2 separate regions of the Oryctolagus cuniculus genome follow, and region 2 is linked to region 1. A link is a contact called in public Micro-C data. All regions are on one chromosome and are shown on one strand. Each heading gives the region's core, a stretch centred on a gene start, on an enhancer-like site or on the middle of the called end of the contact. The rest is flanking DNA. Distances are from core to core; before and after follow the strand shown.

Evidence for each region. A called contact is a pair of places that touch in the nucleus more often than the background predicts.
Region 2: a Micro-C map of ear pinna shows a contact between it and region 1, with 10 times the contacts expected there. The contact joins the promoter of MYOM1 here to the promoter of LPIN2 in region 1. A contact is called at or near these places in 4 of 6 Hi-C or Micro-C datasets (ear pinna, embryonic fibroblasts, skin fibroblasts and 1 more).

Annotation. Positions count from the first base shown.
Region 1 is chr10:59,925,435-59,928,990 of mOryCun1.1, reverse strand. LPIN2 (lipin 2) reads left to right here and starts at 2,031. Exons shown (of 20, transcript XM_051851363.2): 1 at 2,031-2,270.
Region 2 is chr10:60,135,628-60,138,947 of mOryCun1.1, reverse strand. It overlaps MYOM1 (myomesin 1), which reads left to right and starts at 1,444. Exons shown (of 37, transcript XM_070050417.1): 1 at 1,444-2,236. LOC100346112 (myosin regulatory light polypeptide 9) reads right to left here and starts at 1,384. Exons shown (of 4, transcript XM_070050419.1): 1 at 961-1,384.

The sequences.
Region 1 (3,556 bases), core at 782-3,281:
CTGTAACCCTTACTGACGGAGAGATGTCTGCAGCTACCCTGCACAGTGGTGTGGCTCTCAAGAGTCCCAGCCGACAAGAGGAAGAGAGCCTTAGCAGAAAGGAATGCTGATAAATAGCATCAACCTGAGAGTGGTCTGCTGTCTCTGGCAACCAGAAGATCATCACTGACCTTGGCCTGAGCAGTTTCCGCGGTGGAGGAAGAGGAAGGCTGTTAAGAAGTGAAAGGGCAAAAGCCTCTCTTCCAGGGAGCGTGGCTGGGAGGGGAAGCTATGAAATAAGTTCACAGGGCAGGGGACCGCAGGGACGAGGACGGATTCTTTTTAGGGGAGGAGAAGCCCCGGGCTGCTGAAGCTCAGGACTGGACCCCGAGTTGAGATCAGGGGAAAATTGGAGGAGTGAAGGACATCGTCAAGGAACTGGAAGGTAGTGAGTCAGAGGAAGGGTGAAGCAGGGACTTTCTTCCTCTGACAGCCCCAGGGAGTAGCTGGGGATTGAGTGTCCTCTACCCACTGTCCAGGTGTCAGCCCAGGAAGTGAAGAGACAGCATGCAACAAATAATGAGTCTCTACTTTGCTTACATGGAGGCGCGAGTCAGGTAGACACCAGAGAATGAGGAAACTACTAGAAACGTGAACCAATCATCCTGAGCGGGGTGTGAATCCCAGGGTTGTGTGGAGGAAGAGTGGGACGTCTGGGGCTTTCGGAACGATGCAAGGAAGGATGAAGCTTGGCAGGACATTCCCCTCTTAGGCAGCAGATTCTGCAAAAAGCCCAAGAGAAACAGGGAGAGTCTAGGCAGGAAGAATGGAAGGGCAGACGGAAAACAAGCAGTAAGGACCTGCTCCAGATTTCAGGCATCGAGTTAAATCAGGCACCTTGTAGGTAGGTGTTTTGAATCCTCCAAACGCTCCTGTGGGAAACGCATTATGACTTCTATCTTGTTGAGATAAAATTGAACATTGGTTCTTTCTCTTTCATTCCACATCTCCACGGGGGAGTAAAATGCTTTGAACGTGGAGGGGGTTGTTTTTACTTCACTTATGAAGCCAGGTGAAAGCAACATGAGGAAACTTCCTCTGTGGGCTTCAGCCAAGGCAATCACCTATCTGTAGGGCCTTGGCCATGGTTGGGGAAAAGCCTGGTGGAATTCCAAAGAAAAGCCCAAGGAACTAGGGTATGGAAGTGATCACCTGTGGTGGGAGCAGGTCCCCCCCAGGGCCCAGCACAGACCAGGCACCCCGGGAAAAACTGTGTTGGGGCTGGGCCCATCTCAGAGAAGCACACTGAAACATGAACTGGCATTTAAAGTTAGCACACCCTTCCATTTGTAACTTTCAATGATAGAATGAACTAGAAGAGAGGAGTTAGATGCCTCTAAAAAAATAACAAGGGGACAGCAATGATCAGCACTGGCTGTGTAAACGTATTGAAATTCAAAACGTATTGGCTGTACCCCGGATATGTGTTAATAGAAATGTATAAAAAGCCTTATGAAATGCAAAGCGATTAAAGATATATAAAAAATAAAATAGCTCGCAAAAGGATAAAAAGCAATACATGATAATCCATTGCTTTTAGTACGTTTTAAAAAGGTGTTTATATGATTGGGGAGGGCTAAGCAAACGAGCAGATGATCTACTGGCGATCAAAAGATTTTATAATGTTTTATAACATGAGTGTTATATGATTTTATGCCGTTTTACATTCACGCCAAAGACCTTTTTTGCACTTTACTCGTTTTTTCCGGCAGTTGGGCTCTAAGTCCCACGTGACGCGCCGCACGGTTGTCATGGGAACCACAAGAAACTTTTTTAAAATATAATACTGCTCCTGTCGCTGCAGGCAGGAAAAAATCGCGGCTCCGCCCTCCCAGGCCAGGGCCGCGGAGCAGCGCCCAGAAACCGCACGTGCCCCGGGCCCCCGGGGAGCCAGGCGGCGAGGGCGCTGCGCCGCAGGGAGGGGGAGGCGAGGCGCGCGTCACGTGGCCGGGGCGGGGCCTGCGCGCCGCCCTCCCTCCTCCCGTCCGGCCGCCGCCGCCGGGTCTCATTCATGAGAGCCGCCTGGCTCGGCTGCGGCCCAGGCGGCTCTCGAGACAGCGGCGGCGGCGGCGGGCGCCCCGGACCCGCGCGCGCCCCCAGCCGGCCCCGCCCCTCCGGTCGCCCGCGAGCCCGCCCTCCCCGGCGGGCTCTCGCCGCAGCCGTCCAGCCGCCGCCTCCCCTCGGCCGGCCGCGGGCGCCGGCGCGGCCCGGGAGCCGGGGAGCCGCCTCAGGTAAGCGGGCACGGGCTGAGGTCCTCGCGTCCCCCATCGCTGGGCGGACTCCCGGGGCGGCTGTGACGGGGCTGCGCGGGAGGGCCGGCGGGGGGCTCCCTCGCGGCGCGGGCCGGGACCCTCCGAGGCAGCGCGCGCGGCCGGGCCGCCCCTCATCCCCATCCCCATCCCTGACCCGCGCCACGTAGACGCGGCTCCAGTCGCCGCCGCAGGACGAGCTGGCGGGGTGTGTGGAGCTAGGAGGAGGACCACGCACCCCCGGAGGCATGCGGGTCCGCGCCGCCGCTCGTGGGGTCGGTCACCTGAGACGCTCCCGCCCGGGGTCTCTGGCGCGGAGGTGCGAGCTGCGGCCGATCGGGGAGCGCCTGGAAAAGCCCGTGGGCGGCAGGGGCCCTAGCGCGCTGGGCCCGGGGCGAGCGGGGGCCGGCGGGGAGCTGTTATTTCCTCTGGGCGGGCGGTCGCGGGCCCGGCGCCTCCTCCCGGAGTCTGCAGATCGGATTCGGGGTGAGCGGTTTTCGCAAACCCCCAGACCCCGCGGCAAAGCTTCAATTGTACCGAACGTGCGGAGATAACAGTCTGCACCTAGGGCTCTCTCTCCCCTTTGGACGCGGAGGAGCCCCATTTTCCCCAGTCACTCGAACAAATTAAGACGATTCGCATTGAAAATCCGGGGTGACATTTTGAAGGCATAATTATGCAAAACTAGACCAGAAAGATCACCCTTCCTTTCAGAAAGTACTGGAACTCTGAATACTTGGAAAGGCTCTGAAGGATTGCTTAACGAGCGGCCAGACTGATTTTTGATGCACATTTGGGGCTTGTTTTCCAAATTTGTGGATTGTTTTTCATTGAATACGAGCCCCTCTTTGTTGGTGTGAAGCCAGGCCCTGCCGAAGTTCTTTGCCCCCAGAGAGATGCTGGCCTTAACACCTATTAAAATTAGGCCTGCCTGATTTATTATATTTTTACAATGCAATGTCAGGTTTGAAGTGCATTTTCAAATATTTACCATCTGTTTAGTAGCCCATAATATATGGCTTATGTGTTGCTGGTGTGGTATGAACAAGTGGCTTGAATGAAAAGCATGGTGGGCGATGCTGGAGCGGGAAGCTGGGGAGTGGGCACTCAGGTCGAGGCAGACACTCAGTCCTTGGTGGGCTGGTGCACCTACTGAGCATCCTCACCTTGGCCAGACCCTGCAGAGTGTTGGACTGGGTGGATGGCTTTTCCCCTCCCATTAAGTGAGAAGTTGTTGATTGTAGTACAATTTCAGTATCCCTTGCCCC
Region 2 (3,320 bases), core at 195-2,694, 210 kb before region 1:
TCCGGACCAAATCTACCATCTCAATCCATTTTTTTTTTTCAAGATAAGTAATTTTTAGCGCTAACTACAATTTTTTAAAGTTAGTTTTCAGGTTGGTGCTTCTGGTCTAACTAAACCAAGTTTTCACATCTTATTCAAACTTCCGGTTGGGAGTAGGACCAGTTCTCTAAGACTGCCACACCCTAAAGTTCTTACCACTAGACAAAGTAACTCTTACCAAAGTGCTTCCGGACCACAAAACAGATAACAGCAATTTTAAGAAATATTTGCCTTCTTCATGTTTACATGTGAAACTTTTTGCATTTAAAAAGCTAATATCTAATCTGAACGCGTACTTCTCTTCCAGTTCGCTCAAGAACAGACACACGCTTTCATAAACGACACTTCTTTGGAGAACTGACTTAGCCCTGAGTCTACACCCAAGACATGGTATTGCATTTTGGAGTTTTTGCCCGAGCCGCAAACTAAACCCCAAGCCCCTTTTTGTCCATATATCACTTAGCAAAGTCCCGATTACGGGTGCCGAAATCCAAGTTGAGTTCCAGACGCACTTGCACAGCTGCAGCTAGGGGAACAGTGGGCTCCGTTTTTTGCGCAAACGCTCTGGAATCGGGCAAATTTACGTTAGAAGCTAAACATAGTCCCGGAGTCAGCGCCCTGGGTCTCGGGTTTCGCGGGCTCGGCAGTCGCCCAAGCTCAAGGCGCCAGCGAGCTAAGCCACATTTCCCGAACTCCCAAGTTTGGGCACAGGAGCGAAGTGAGAGTCGGGGCCACTTCCGCCTGCGGCCTTCCATCCCGAAGCTAGCCCCCGGCTCGTAACCGGGAGTCCGGTTGGTACACCTGTCCAGGTGCCCTGCCGGAGCCGGAGAACCACGGCGGACGGCCGCTGCTGTCGCAGCCGCCCCGCAGAGACGAGCGCACGAGCTGGGTCTCCCGCGCCCTCCCGCGAGCACCACTCACCCTACACACGCGCGAGAACCAGAGAGCCTCGGGGAAGCGTTCGCTGCGGCCACCACCACCTTGCCACACGGAGAGCAGCTACAAGCCAACACTTCCGGCCTTTGCTTTGCAAACCGGAAGGAAGCCCAGTCACCATTCCTGGCCGACAGAATGGGCCTGACTTAACACAAGGGTAACCGGGAGGGAGGTGGCCGGTGTGATTGATAGCAGGCGCAATATTGACCGAGTGCGCGGGAAGCAAGTATAAAGCGAGCGACTTAGAAAATAGAGGGTGTGTTCTGGCTCGTTGGATATAATTCCCGAGTTTTCTCGTTTTTTTGTAATTCTTCTTGCAGTGGAACTCTCCGTCCCCCCCTCGGGTCGGCGGATGGTTGCGTCTGTCCTGTGGCTTGGCCTCTCGGCACATTCCAGGGCGCGGCGAAGGGCGGGGCCCGCTAGCCCAAGTCCTTGTAGGGAAGTCGCGGAGCGGCCCGCGGAGCCCACGTGACCAGCCTTGCCACGCCTCCGGGCGCTAGTGCGTCTGCGCAGCGACGCCCCGTGGGGCGTCCGGGAGCCCGCCTGGCCGGTTCGGAAGTTTGCTGGTAGCCGGGGAAGGGCGGCTTTGCGCGAGCAAGTTCATCTCTGTAGGGTTGCTTTAGGAAGAATCCCACCCGTTTCTCACAGAAGACGTTGTGAAGTGTCGGGGGCTGTCAGGGACCCACCATCTTTGTGGCTTGGGCGACTTCATAGGTCACGAGTGACTGAAGACTGACTTCCTCTTCGGAAACTCGCAGGTGTTTTTGTCCTGCCCGAGCCGCTAGACCCTGATTAACCAGGAGAGGCTGACTTGGATCCGGCTAGGCAGATGGGCAGCTCCTGCCCTACCTCTCACTACGACGAAGCCTAGCGGCTTGGGTGAAAATAGGGATAAAATGTCGGGCCCGTTTTTCCTCAGCTCTCCTTGCCTAGGACGGCTTTCCGGCTTTCAGAAAGGCCTCCCCCGGTTCTGTCATTTTGCGTGCAGGGTCGGTGTGGACTGCACAGCTGCGTGCCCCCCTCACCTGGGAGCAGAGGGACCCGGATGCGGAGTGTGCAGATCGTCAGCCTAGCACCGGGTCCAGTGACATAGTTGAGCGCACGTTGCCAGAACGGTTCTGAAGTTTGGGTGCCCTGTAGCCTTCCCCCTCAAACCCGGCCCTCCCTTGAATCATGCTCCTGAGAAGGGAACGCTGCTCTAAAGGTTGCCGAGTAGGATACTCTAGATATTCGTCAGATCCAGTTTCTTTCTTGGAGGAAGGTAATTATTCCGAATTCTGTAAGCGACTGAAACAGAGGTGATTAGTATACTTCCTTGGAGTACAAGTGAACACCACAAATAATTGAGTCGTTCATCCCCAACCCATTGAACCAGAATCCTCAAGGGCAGGTTCTGGGAAGTCATCGATTTAATAGGAGTCCCAAGTGGCCGACTCATCGAGGAAGGTAGGGACAGCCCGAGGAAGGGCGGCCGCCTGCAGTGCGTAAACACGTCCACAGGGTGGCGGCCTGCCACCAGCGAGAGTGCGAGCCTTCCCCGGCCCTGCTGGCCTACGGGAAAACAACTTGAGGCCGGAGTAGAGAAAAGTCGGTTTGGTTTTCCCCTCAGCTTAAAAGCAATGTTCTGTTTGGCTTCTTTACAATTATTAAACGGCAGCTGCTGTGCCGAGCACGGTGGTGGGGATTGTGGTTTGTGCTTTTTGAAACAGAACGTGGTGGTAGTCGCTGCCTCTGGGATGCGGTGGAGGGGTGGGGGCGTAAAATAGACGGCGGGTGTTGGAACACTGCAGTGCAATTAGGTCAGGCCTACTGAGGGAGCACAGAGGAGGAAAGACGTCTGGGGACTTGTGGAAGGTGTCCCCCGAAGGACAACTAATCCTAGAAGTCGGTGGGGAGGGCAAGCAGCGGGCCGGGCTCTCTGGAGGTGGGTAGAGAGCTGGGTGGCTGAAGAGTAACGGGAATTGTGCACCGTGTGATCGCTGATTTTTTCATTCCTCTAGCAACTTCGGCTATACAAAGGGCAGAAAGCCAATATGGAATAATAAAATCCTCTTAGCATGCCATCTGTTTTCATATTAGATGTGCATGGGCAGACTCCTCTGGCTCTTTCTGGTATCTCTATGCTTTTGGACCTAAGGATCTTTGCCTCTGGTGAGAATCTCCTTTCCACGTTTTTACCCAGTTTGGGAACTTGGTTCCATTTCTGATCCTTCCCTGAGGACAAGGCAGCCAGCTGATCTGAGGCTCAGTTTTCTGATGTAGGAAATGGGACTAACGTCTGACCTGCCAACCTTACAGGATTTTCTAATTCAATTAGATAGTTTTATATGAAAGTTTTTTTTAAA